Linked DNA regions of Mus musculus: region 2 is linked to region 1. Evidence: chromatin contacts called from public ChIA-PET data. All regions are on one chromosome and are shown on one strand. Each heading gives the region's core, a stretch centred on a gene start, on an enhancer-like site or on the middle of the called end of the contact. The rest is flanking DNA. Distances are from core to core; before and after follow the strand shown. Region 1 overlaps Setd5 (SET domain containing 5). Region 2 holds the start of Mtmr14 (myotubularin related protein 14).

Region 1 (6,582 bases), core at 1,470-3,969:
CAAACCTTGGTATGGAAAAAACATCATCCTGGTTACATTTTTTTTCTAGGTAAATTATCATATTTCTGTGTCCTTTTTAATTGGTTATTAAAGAAGAATTCAGATTTAATAGTTAAGCTTTTGTTAGCAATTAGAATTTCATGGTAAGGTATCCAAAGAAAAGTTGTCCCTGTAGTGCAATCAGTTATGGAGATAGAGTTGCACCTTTTCGTGGCAAGTTTCATTATTAATTTGAAATTACAGAAATTAGAAGTCTTCCAAAATAATTTTATATGTTTCCTACCACTGCTGCATTTTAATAACTATAAAACAGCATGCAAATGAAAGGTATTTTAAGATAGAGAACATAGATTTTAGTGAATCTCAGTCTAAGAATAATGTTTAAACACCAGGAAGCAGGCTAGCTCAGCAGTAAAGGCACTTCTGCAAGCCTGGCTTCCTGAGGTCAGTCCCTGCAACCCATGTGGTAGGAAGCCAACTTCACAAGTGACTTCCCCACATAGACATAAAATAAATGTGATTTTTAAACATTGAAACAAGGGACTAAAGATAGCTTAGCAGTCGAGAGCTTGCACTACTCTTGAAGAGGACCAGAGTTCCATAGCCAGCACCCAAGTTGGGAGAGTCACAACGATTTATAACTCTACTTCTTAAGAGGTGAAACTCCCTATTGTCTCTTCCTCAGGCACCTGCACACATGTGCAAAGACACATTCATGCATCATTTTTTAAGTAAGTTGAAGTATTTTAGGGACTAGAAAATGGCTCAGCCATTAAGAGCACTTGGTGCTCTTGCCAAGAACTGGGCTTTGATTCTTAGCACCCACATGGTGGCTCATAACCCTCTAACTCCAGTTCCAGGGATCCGATGCCCTCTTCTAGCTTCCATAGGTACCAGACACATTGTGCACAGACACTTATATGCAGGTATAAAATAAATAAATAAATATATATACACACACACACATACATACATATATATACATAAAAATGCAAAAATAAAATAATTTTTAAAAGATTATCAGGAAGGAAAGAAAGTAGCGAAAATTTTAAATACATGATTATAAAGTACTAATTTAATAATGCAACGTCACCATTCTCATAAAAACAGCTTTGCCATCCTACCAGTCATACCATCATTCTGATAGCAAGGCTCTTTCCTGTTTTTGAGTACAGAAGGGTTGGTTTGCAACCTTTTTTTCATCAGAAACTATAGCAGGGGGTTGGGTGCTTTGGGTATACATCTATTATTTGAAGACACCAAAAGTTTGAGCCCACTCTGAGCTACATTAGCAAGACCCTGTCTTTTAAAAGGAAAGAATATATTGAAAGATGATATAATACAAATTTTATTTCCATATTGTTTTTTAAACATAAAATTATTATTTGAAAGAAGAAAATGTTGAAATAAACTTGTCTGTTAAACGTTAAAAAGAGCTGGGCGTGGTGGCGCACACCTTTAATTCCAGCACTCGGGAGGCAGAGACAGGTGGATTTCTGAGTTCAAGGCCAGCCAGGGCTACACAGAGAAACCCTGTCTCAAAAAACCAAAACAAAACCAAAAAAAGCTAAAAAAAAAATATTAAAATGCAGGCTAGAGTGATGACTGCCATTAAGAGCACTGGCCATTCTTTCAGAGAACCCAATTTTTAATTCCCATAACACCCATATGGTTCCTCACAGCTATCTGTTACTCTAGTCTCTAGGGATTTAATGCCCTCTTCTGACATTTCCTGGCATTGTGTGCATGTTTTACACAGGCACACAGGAAGGCAAACCACTTGTACACCTAAAGTAAAAATAGTATTTTTAAAAATTTGTGAAAAATAAAGTAGCAGTGAAATATCAATAAGTGTCAGGAGTAAAACCAGCTCCAAGTGGAAAGGAAAAACCTTGAATAAGAAGCGTGTTCATATCTAGAACTGAGGGGATGAGGTACACAGTCACAGAGAAGGAGGGGAAAGAATCTAGAAGAAGGAAAACAAGAGCCCTGTGCTTTGTACACCCAGCACCCTCCCCATTCTAAAACATTGCTATCCACCTTGTTTTGCTGAAGCAGCTCCATTTATATATCCTAGCATAGCATAGCCCACGTCTGTTTTCTGGGCCTCAGTTGTTGATAGTCTGTATATTGAGAACTTTCCCTTTTCCCCAGTGCCTGGTACAGAGTCCTTGTCATAGCTGCTATCATCACTTTCATGTTACCCTTCACACCATCACCTCAAGAGCTCACTCTCCAGTTCCCATGTGTTAGAGAGGTATTACCTCAGCAAAATGTTCTGTCCTATGAAAGTCACAGAAAAAATACACATATACATGGTATTGGGGTGGGAGGGTGCTTTGTTTGTTTTGTGATCCAGTAAGTACAATGGATTTTTAACTCTGTTAGATGTGTGCAGGTGTATAACAGTCACTTGAGAGGAACTGATCATAGTTCACAGGTATACCCCTAAAGCTAGTAAGAGAATAAAGAAAAGAAAGATTATAATCAGAGGAAGTATGGGGTGAAGAAACAGAGTTCCTCTAGGAAGAATAAGGAGTAGGTTGTGCCCCACCATAAGAAACACTGTGAGCCCTCTAAAATGATTCACCTAATTCTTTCCTGAGTTCTAATTGAGGTGTTCATTGATAGCATGAAACATTATAAGTCCTTTCTAAGGTACCAGGAAGCATTTAGCTGAACTAACCACTTTGTGGAAGTGAGTTCTGCAGTTAAACATTTACCATATGCATAAACATTAACCATCCTCACCACCAAATCCCTCCCTAAAAAGTGTGGCAAACAGCCATGCTTATCGTTACTTTCTGTTTTGCTTCTTGACTCTGAGAAGATAAATAACAAGATACTTTTTCCTCCTCTAGAACATCTCCTCCCCTGAGGGTTCCCCTGCACATAGGCCTAAGCCCCTGTCACCAGAGGTAGTTACCATACCATCTCAATCACATGCAGGCTGAGAGTGAGTGCACAAGGGTGGTCCTGAATTGGGGGGTGAGGGGGCTGGACTGGAGGGTGGCCTCTCATTCACAGCAAATAGAGTGGATCTTATATAAAAACTGACTGCACAGGACCGTGGGGAAATGAGTAGCTGTTTTTATGTTGTGGGGTTGCTTTTGTTGTCATTTGGGAGAAGGAATGGCTGAAGAGTTTCATTAAAGAGAATCTTCAGAGGATGTAGATTCTATGTGCATGAGAGCATTGTTAGAGAAAGTCATGAATAACATCCTCCTGTTAACAAGGAAACTGGAGTTGGTCGACACTGTCTCAGTATCATGTCAGCAATGTATAATTGGGGTTAAACTGACAGCTCACACGGCTGGGTGTCTGGGCTTTGGGTGACAGATGAGCAGCTTCCTTTAGGGAATCCAGCGTTCTCTGGCTTTCCTTCATTTCCTCTGGAGTGCCTAGTTGGGTGTAAGTATGTAAGGAAGCTTAAGCCCAAGCTCTGGGTTACAAACCTTCTCTTGTGCAGAGGCTGGGATACAGTTTGTGTGCAGTGATTTATACCTCTTAGGATACCAATTTCAGTACTTTGCTAAGAAACCCTCCTACCCTAAAGATCCAAAATCATGATTTCAGTGTTAGCAGTTATAATAAGCTTTAGACATGTAATTAATTATTAACCCTATAAATCTACATGGAGCTTTTTTTCTCTGTACCTTTTCAAAATTAACTGGCCTTTAGTCTCACTTTCCAAAATAATTAGGGCCCTACTCCCTGACTAATCACCAAATTCTCAGTCAGTAGGATATTCTGTAGATCATCATGAAACTGAAAAGATTATATTCCACTAGTTTATTGTTAACTTCCTGAGTATTGTGAGTCCATCTTGTTGGGAAAGTATAGATTGCTCTGTCTTGGGTTGCTAAAGATTCAATATTAGAAAGGCTTTGATAACTGATCTGTCTAGTTAAGGGAATGTTGGTGTTAAGCGATACAGATAAGCAGTAATGGGTCGGTTTTATCACTGGTGCATTTCAGCCTTTGATATGCTTTTTGGCGGTAGGCTTTAGCAGTTCTTTGATAGATTGATAGACAGCAGAGGACACGGAATTGAACAGACAGAATGTTGCATGAGAAACATAATCCAAGGTACAAGTAAATAAGGAATGGATTCGTTGCAACCTTTAATGCTATTCTCCTAGTGAGTAATTTACCATGCTTGGCTTTTCAACTACCTCCTGCTTTTCTCCACCTTCCCTTACACCTTCCATTGAAACTAATTTAATAATATATAACATCAGAAGCCAGCAACTTAAGACCTTTCTGTGGTGTGTGTGCTTGGGGCTCAGATACATCCCTGGCTACACTGCCAGCCCCACATATGCTGTCAAACGATGTGATGAAGGCTGAGCAGAGTAGTCATGTTTGCAGAATTGCCTGATGCCTTCATTCCCTTTTTGCCCTTTGACTTTTTCTGTTATACCATGTCCCATATCTCTGTTGATTTTTATTTCAGCTTTGTCACCGAAAAGACCTAGATTTGACAAAAGTGGGATTCCCAGACTCCAGCACTCACAGCTGCGCTGATAGGCCCTCCCTGCTTAACTGCAATCATCCTGACCTGGCTTCTCATCCCTCTGTTGTTCCCACCTCCGAGGCTGGCTTCCCAAGCAGGAGTGGAGATGGTCCTCAGACCTTGCTGAGAAACTCAGACCAGGCGTTTAGGACAGAGTTCAATTTGATGTACGCCTACTCCCCTTTGAATGCTATGCCTCGAGCAGATGGACTGTATAGAGGGTCTCCCTTGGTGGGAGACAGGAAGCCTTTACATTTAGATGGAGGATATTGTTCCCCTGCTGAAGGCTTTTCCAGCAGATATGAACATGGCTTTATGAAAGACCTCTCTCGGGGATCCATGTCACCTGGTGGTGAAAGGACCTGTGAAGGAGTCCCATCTGCTCCTCAGAACCCACCGCAAAGGAAAAAGGTAAGTATTCATGTTACTCTTTTAAAGAATATTAGTCAGATAATTCAGAACTTTCTAAGCTCCAGTGCATAACACTTGTCCTACTCTTTGCTATGACCTGTAAAAATTAGTTCTTTTATTTGATTACATTACTTCTTTGGCTTATGTGGGGGGGGGGGGGCATGAACATGCCAAAAGCACATACATAGAAATCAGATTACTTGTGGGAATCAGTTCTTTGCTTCCACCATGTGGGTCCTGGGATTGAACTCAAGTTATCGGTCTTGGCAGCCACAGCCTTCATCAATTGAGTAGACTCTATTAGTATAACTGGAAAGTGTTGTGAATAGCCGGCAGGACTGAAGTGCAGTCAGTAAAAGAGTGTAGCCATGAGTAAGGCTTTCCATCTTTAGCATCCCAAATACAAATAAAGCAAATATCTAGCTTGCCTTAGAGGCACATGTCTGTGAACCTAGCATTCTGGAGGTTGAAGTGGGATTAGAAAGCTAAAGCTATCCCAGGTTTTTTAAACACAGCAAATTTTACATAACTGTTGTATGCAACTGAAAGGCTAGCACACTGGAAGAATACCAAAAGCTGTGTTACTCAGAGAACCCAGTTTGGGGCATAGCTTTAAGACCATCAGATGTGTTTTCCCAGGCAGATGTAGTTGTTCATGTTTGTAATCCCAGCACCCATTCATGATGTTGAGGCAGAAGGATTGAGAAGTTCTATGCCAGAGGCCAAAGAGCTGGGTCATCAGTTAAGAGCATATACTATTCTTCCAAAACACTCAAGTTGACTTCCCAGTGCCTGAAGTGTTTACCAATGCTTAGAACTCCAGCTCCAGGAGATCTGATGACCTCTTTGACCTTCATGAGTACTTGCCAACCCAAGCCACATAGAGGCCCATGTTTTGTTTCAGTAATTCATTTTGTAATCACAGCGGTTATATAATTAGGGAATGTCCTTATCTTGCACATGAGAAAACTGAAGCTAGTTAAATAACTTGTTAAACAACAACAGATAAACAAAGGAGTAAAGGCACTGTCCTGATTCTGATTCCAGATTACACAATCTAGTTGTTAATATTATATGATAGATTTGATTGCCTCCTAGAGTCTGCACTAATAGAGCCTCCCTAGAAAATTGCACTAGGAGATTCTGAATTACAGTGGTTGTAGTTGCTCCAAAGGAGTTGTTCACATCTTAGCAGAGGATAAGTTAAGGAATGAACAAGAAGTCTTTTATTTCGCTTATTTGAGGGGTAGAAATGGAAAGGCGGTAGGTTTAGCCACATTTCAAATGATGTGTAGGAATCAGCCTGCGCATCAAGAGGGAGGTGTTCCTGCGCAGTCAGTCTGTGATACTACACTGGGGTACAGATGGGTTCTGATAGCTGGCTGCAGTTACAATGCCAGGGAGCACCAGGAAGCAGGTGCAGAGAGCAGTGGGTAGATCAGACCTTAGAGATCTTGCCATGGCCTGGGGCTTATAAAACTCAAAAAACCTAACAGCTGCTTTTCCCCCCTTAAATATTGTTTTGGGATTATTTTTGGGTTGTCATGGTGACTTGGATGAATTTATTGTTAGGGATTCACAAAGCTGAGTATACTATGTATGACAGTCTTACAGAGAAACTAGTTATATCCTCATAGAAATAAAGGCTCGTGACT
Region 2 (6,605 bases), core at 1,849-4,348, 96 kb after region 1:
CTAATTTACACTAAGCACAAAATCTCAGAGCTGGTATGTAGTTCAGTGGGCGTAGTGTTTGCCTACCTTGCAGGAAGGCCTCGGTTCCACCCCAGTATTGCAGAACAGGTGGAGTGGCATGTAATCCCAGCTCTCAGGAAGTGGAGACCAGAAGACCAGGAGTTCAAGGTTATCAAGTTTGATATGTATGAGACCCCATTTCAAAAATACTTTAAAGTCATTTTTAAAAAAACAGTTGGGAACTAGACATGGTGGCACCTGAATGTTAGCCTGGAACTCCCTGGGTATCTCAGGCAGGCTTTGACTCTCAGTCCCTTGTCTCTGCTTCCTGAATGCTGGAGGGAGAGGTATACACTATCCTGGACTACATAGTGAATCCCGGGCCAGCCTGCGGATACACAGTGAGTCTATGCCCATGATCCCCAAAGAAACAAAACCAAATGAAGAGGGGGGAAGGAGGAGGAAAGAAAAATGGGTAAAAGATGTTTACAAGCACCCAAGAGAGAATATTCAAATCAGCAATAAATATGGAAAAGGTGATCAGCTTCATTAATCAGGGATATGCAAATTCAAACCAAAATTAACTCTACCCAAGAAGCCAGATGCAGGAGAGGACACGTTGTCTGATTCCATTTATAGGAATGTCTAGTGACAGAAAGCAAGTTGGTGGCCGTCTGGGGGTGGCGCTGAGTGAGAGCAACCAGCAGAGGACGAGGGTGTTTTCTGGGGTGATAATATAATTGGAGGATCACCTCCGAATGAGGATTTTATACTTTGTCAACAGTCACAATTAAAGCGGCTGTATTCACGCGTATGTATTCTATATTTCAGCTTGAAATATAAAGAAGCTTGATTTTTGGCCAGATTCAGTTTTTATCTAGAGCCTGGGGTAGGAAGGTTCTTGGAGCCGCAGAGTCTATTGCCAGTCTGGGTAATATAGTGAGATTCTGTTACCAAAATTAAAAGAGGAGCTCTGTAGAGTTCAGTTGGTACAGTGTTTGCCTATCTACTCAAGCCTTAGGTTTGATTCACAAAGGTCTCTAGCACTGCTAAACTAGACATGTTACTACATGCTTGTATCTCCTCAAGAGGAAGAGGCAGAGAAGTATAAGGTGATCCTCAGCTACACAGGGACCTTGGGGCCATCCTGGGCTACATAAGACCCTCTGGAATGGAGGAAGGGTGGTTGCTTTTTGTCTGTTTGTTTGTTTTTTGAGACAGGGTTTCTCTGTATAACCCTGGCTGTTCTGGAACTCACTCTGTAGACCAGGCTGGTCTCAAACTCAGAAATCTGCCTGCCTCTGCCTCCCAAGTGTTCAAGTGTTGTGATTAAAGGCGTGCGCCACCACACCCGGCTGCATTTTTTTTTTTAAAGCCCAATAAGATATCACTAGTAGGGCTGGTGAGACAGTGTGTGTGTATTTACCAAAAATATCTACAAAATAACTCATAGCAACAGATTTTTTTGAGAGTCGCACACTGTAGTACCACAGCTGGTCTTGATGGCTCCTTTGTCTTTTTGCCTCAGCTTTCGGAAGGCTTCACTCACAGGTGTAAGCCATTGCGATTGACTAGAAAAATCTTAGAGACATTATGTTTGTTCTACTTTTGTTGCTATGATAAAAACAAAAGCAAGCCAAGAAGAGGTTTATTGAGCTCACACTGTCACATCAGTGACATCATCATTGAGGACCATCAGGCAGGACAGGAACTCAAGCAAGAACCTGGAGGCAGAAAGTGAAGCAGAGGCCATGGAGAAATAAACACTGATTACCAGCTTGATCCCTGTAACTCTCTCAGCCTGCTTTATTCTACAACCCAGGACCACCTCTCCAAAGTGGATACCTCCCTCTGCATCAATTAGCAATCAAGAAAAGGCCCCACAGACATGCTCAGAGGCCAACCAGGTGGAGGCAATTACTCAACTGAAGAGTCCTTTCCCCAAGTTGGGAAGCAAGAATAATCATCACAGTTTAGAAGACGAGACTAAATAATAATTTTTTTAAAAAATGCATATTTTGATTCTATTTGACCATCGCCAAAAGGGAAAACTAATTTCCAGTATTAGAATTCAGGACAGGACCTAGTTGAGCATGAAGAGTGACTGACAGTCAGCAGGGGTTGTGGTTTGTGTTTTCCTTAGATTTCTTTACAAATCTAAGAAAATGAGTACTTTTAGGCACTATGTTAACTTACTATGTTTTCACAGCATCAATTTCATTTTGAGAGTTTTCTTTCGACATAAGTTATAGCTTAATCAACTGTCTGACTGATGGCCAAATGAGCAATTCTCCCTCAGATATACAATACTGAAGGAGGCCTTAACACCTTCTCTCTAAACATCAATACTTGGGGGTAGATAGTACACACATCTTCTGAGACTAACAATTCTAGGAATTTGGGACTGATATTTGAGATTCTCAGCACCCAGAAAGTGGAGGCAGGTGAGTCAGGAGTTCAAGGCCAGCCTTGGCTATACCACAAATAATTACCTACATCAAACAACAAACACCAGCCCAATACACAAACAACTCCCTAGACAGGGAAGAACTGAGCAGGAGATTGGCACGTGTTGATTTATGATGAAAGCAGCTGATAGGAAAATGAAGGAACATTATTATCTACACTTTTTTAAACATTTTTAAAAAATTAAGGTGTGGTCTGGGCTAGTCTCAAATGCCTGATTCTCACGCTTCATCCTCTGGCGTTTGCCTACTGACACCAGCTAGAAAATCTTTTTAAATAAATAGGATGATGGTCCACGCTATATTGGCAGGGACGTCCATAAGAGCAGTGGAGAAGTGCTGTTTGAAATGCTGTTTTGATTCTTGCAGCTCTCGTCTTCTTGCTGCCAGCACTAACTCAGGCCTCCGGCGGTTCCTTCCTCTCTTGTTGCCAATGGTTCCCGCCTTTCCCCTCCCCGCAGCCGCGGTGGTTTAGCCCGGCTTCCCCCGGGGAAACCCCTTGGGCGGAGCGCGGCCCCCGCCGTGAGGCCACTTGGATCCCTCCGCGTCAGGGGTGGGCCGGGGACCTGTGGGCCGGGCACGAACCCCGGGCTCTGATTGGCTGCGGCGGGAGTAAACATCCGGAGAGGTGGGGCGGGGCCGGAAGTGGAAGAAGAAGGCGGCGGCTGAGTCGGTTCAGGAGGTTTTAGAGCCGGAGTCCGAGCTTCAGGTGCCATGGGCTGGGGGAAGGCGCCCTGAGGGGACTCGAGGCTGTGCATGGCGGGTGCTCGGGCCGCCGCCGCCGCCTCGGCGGGTTCCACCGCCTCGTCGGGCAGCCCGCCGCCTCAGGAGCCCGGGCTCTGGGAGCTGCTGGAGGAGTTCTCCCGGACTCAGTACCGTGCCAAGGACAGCGGCGGGAAGAGCGGCTCTAAGGTGAGCCCCAAAGGTGCAACGACCTGAACTGGTCCCTGGCCTGAGTTACCGAGGGAAGACTGTGGTTCGGGATGGGAGGAGAGCTGGAATGAGACCTCCTTGGGGAGGCACGGGAGAGGAACTTATCCAGGATATGGACTCAGAGAGTAAGGATCCGGCTTTACACCAAAGAGGAGGACCGAAGCTCCTTGTGGGTTTTGGGGTGGGGGGTTGCTTTAACAGGGGTTTGGAGGTCAAGGGTCGGAGTTGTGGGCCAGGTGCAAAGGTTAGACAATAGGAACGCTACCCTTCGTGAGCCTAGGAGGGGTTACCAACAGATTCAAAACAAAAAACAAAACCCCTAAAATCTAAGTAAAAATGGGGAAGAGACTCCTCTGGACCAGAGATCAGAGTAGAAGTCTGGAGTAGTGTGACATTATGGAGCCCAGAGAACAGCGGAGTGTGTCACCTCCTTATAAGGTACCAGCATGACTTAGGCCCTTCCCTTTCCTTTCCTGTAGAGCAAGAAGAGAACCCACATTCCCTTTCTGTTCCTTTTATCAGAAGTCTCTGTCCGTTGTCCCCCCACCCCGGGAATTTCCCTCTGCCCTAGTCACCAGGCCTGAAAAGAGAGCTGCTGATCTGGTCGAGGCATACTGACCTCAGCACTGATAGACCCGGCCCTTTCTCTTTCCCAGTGTGGCATTACACATTGGCGTTGGTCTCTGTGCTGGGCCATAAAACTGGTTTGGCCCCAGAGGTTACCTAGGGGCTGAGACATCTTCTATTAATCTCTGAAGTAACAACCTAAGAAAGATCACTAATGTGGTATTATCGGACCAGACAATTAAGTACCTTTCAGATTATAATTGGCATCATTTGGAGCTCTTGTTAAACACAAAGATTTCTGGTCTTAGATTCTCTTAAAGCACAATGTCTGGGGAGGCAGACCCTAGAATTTGTACTGTATGTTCAGAAAAGCCTTAAATGCGTTATCCCAACCAAGGCCAGTCATGCACTCCTGTCCTTCTGTCTCCACTTCCTAGGTGATGGGGTTACAGGTGTTTACCCTCATGCTTGGTTTCTGTGGTGCTGGAGATTGAACACAGGTTTTTATGCATGCCAGACCGGCATTCTACCAGCTGAGCTACATCACCAGCCTTGGTGTGTGTTGAGGCGTGGTTTTTTGTCTGTGGCCCTGGCTTGGTTTCACAGTCATTATCCCAGGATGGCTTGTAACTAATAATCCTCCTGCCTTAGCCTCCCAAGGACTACATACACGTGTGAGCCACCACAGCTGACTTCGAGGGCAATCTTTTGAGTGGTTATAGGAGGTGTGTGATTTTGATGGATCTCACTGCCCTCTGAATGTCTGTGAAGATTAGAGTTTTACAAGTTAAACCTTACTCTCACCACAACTGGTCTTAATACTGCTCCAGGCTTCATGATCTCTTGCAAAGTTCTTGATGTGTTACAGGCGGTAAGCTTTTCTTCCAGTGGGCTTTTCACTGAACTGTGAACAAAAGGATTAATTTTAGAAGGGAGCCTTGCCTTTAGTTTTATAAGCAGATGGTATGTAAAGAGACAACTGTCTGCAGCTTTTACTGATTTTGCTGACTAGAGCTTCTTTATTTTTGTAGGTGTTGTTGAGACATGGTCTTGAGATATATAGTAATTCATATATAAATATACACACACACATGCACGCACACACTGAACTCGGCATCCTCCTGCCTCAACATCCCATGTAATAAGATTGTAGATGTGCACCATCGTGCCCAGCTGACTGGAGCTTCAACTGGAGTTTCTGGGGCTGTAGAACAGAAAAAAAGATTTTTTGGTGTTAAAAGAACATAATGTGTTAATGCTATAATAGTAACCTAAAGCAACAGTTACTGTTGCTTTGTTTTTTGGGACAAGGTCTCACTATGTGCCCAGCCTCCCTGTGACTCCACAGTCTTCTGTGCAGTGAGGCTAACGGGCTTAGGTACCACCTGAAGCATGCCACACGTGAGTTAATATAGAGCCCACGGTCCAGCATCATGTTTCTTCCCAGCCTTGAATGATGATCACAGAATTGCTTGTCACTCACTCCCAGGGGCCTCTTTGGATCATGGGCCACTTAAGCTCATGCCCTCAGAACCTGAGAATTCTCTTCAGGCTCAAGTCTCCTTCTCTATGCAGGTTGAACGCATTGAGAAGAGATGTCTGGAGCTATTTGGCCGTGACTACTGTTTCAGCGTGATTCCAAATGTGAATGGTGATATCTGCGGCCACTACCCCCGCCACATCGTATTCCTGGAGTATGAGAGTTCTGAGAAAGAGAAAGACACGTGAGCATCCTGTGACTGTAGTGTGCATGTCGGGTGGACCTCAGAGGCTCATCCCCACGGTCAGGAGACTGGGCAGGGCATGCTCACTTTGCTCAGGTGGGGTTAGTTCCTGGCATCTTTACGGACTTAAGGTTTGAGTTTGATTGGCCAAGTAGTACAGCTTCAGATGAGAAGTGGAGAGTCCCAGCCCTGCAGCTTTCACCCCTCTGTTTGACCTCACTGACCTAAGACAGCAGACATACTTTCACCTCTCTGAACAACTTCAGGGCCATCTTTTGTCTTTAGTAGGTGTAGTTGGAAGGAATGATGACATATCAAGACAGACTGTATTTTATTGAGGTAGTACCCTCATGTAGCCTGAGTTGGCCATGCGCTCACTTTGTAGCCATAGGAATGATCTTTAACTTCTGATCCTCCTGCCTCCACTGCCTAAGTGCTGGGGTTACAGGCTTGTGCCACCATGCCCAGCTTTCAGGACATGCTTAGGGGTGTTTCCCATGCTTGTCTCTTAAGAGCCTGGGCCTACAGTCACACTGCTTGAGTTAGCATCCTACTACTTGTCCATTTTCTGACTCTGTAACTAACACTAGGCAAGTTTTTCATTCTTTGTCCTTAGTTTTTCTTTGATAATTCCCGGCCTCCTCATAATTAAGGCTTGCAAGGACTAATTAAAATTCTAGAAGGGTGGCTTGTGCAGTTCCTGATGATAAATTGTGCTAATGCAAGCCTGATGTGTAAGAATTAAGAATAAGAGCTACCATGTACACCGAGGTTGTCTGTCCCAGGCTCTAGGTAGGGAAACAGTACTCAGCAGAGCAGACTTGAAACACCTGATAGGAACTAGCTCATCAGGTAGTAAAGGGTTATGGTTCTTTGGTGTGGATAATTATTCTTAACACTGAGGCTCCATGTCTGC

What was found. ChIA-PET counts read pairs in DNA pulled down with a chosen protein or histone mark.
Region 2: a contact with region 1 is called in an RNA polymerase II ChIA-PET map of memory CD8 T cells, with 63 read pairs. The contact joins the promoter of Mtmr14 here to the enhancer-like site in region 1. A contact is called at or near these places in 5 of 39 promoter capture datasets (the C10 cell line, the HPC-7 cell line, liver and 1 more), 2 of 484 Hi-C or Micro-C datasets (both in liver), 6 of 115 datasets of contacts at active chromatin or transcription factors (the SCID.adh cell line, bone marrow-derived macrophages, effector CD8 T cells and 2 more) and 3 of 9 other capture datasets (adipose tissue, liver and pancreatic islet).

The regions. Positions count from the first base shown.
Region 1 is chr6:113,139,157-113,145,738 of GRCm38.p6, forward strand. It overlaps Setd5 (SET domain containing 5), which reads left to right. Exons shown (of 22, transcript NM_028385.1): 18 at 4,457-4,927. Among named protein-coding and RNA genes, the nearest start is that of Lhfpl4, 53 kb to the right of the region's middle. Within about 2 kb of position 2,720, at least 27 of the 459 cell types and tissues checked have an H3K27ac peak or open chromatin away from gene starts, as enhancers often do. A contact at or near this core is called in liver and memory CD8 T cells, where this site is marked.
Region 2 is chr6:113,234,745-113,241,349 of GRCm38.p6, forward strand. Mtmr14 (myotubularin related protein 14) reads left to right here and starts at 3,099. Exons shown (of 19, transcript NM_026849.2): 1 at 3,099-3,377; 2 at 5,541-5,689. The coding sequence starts at 3,222.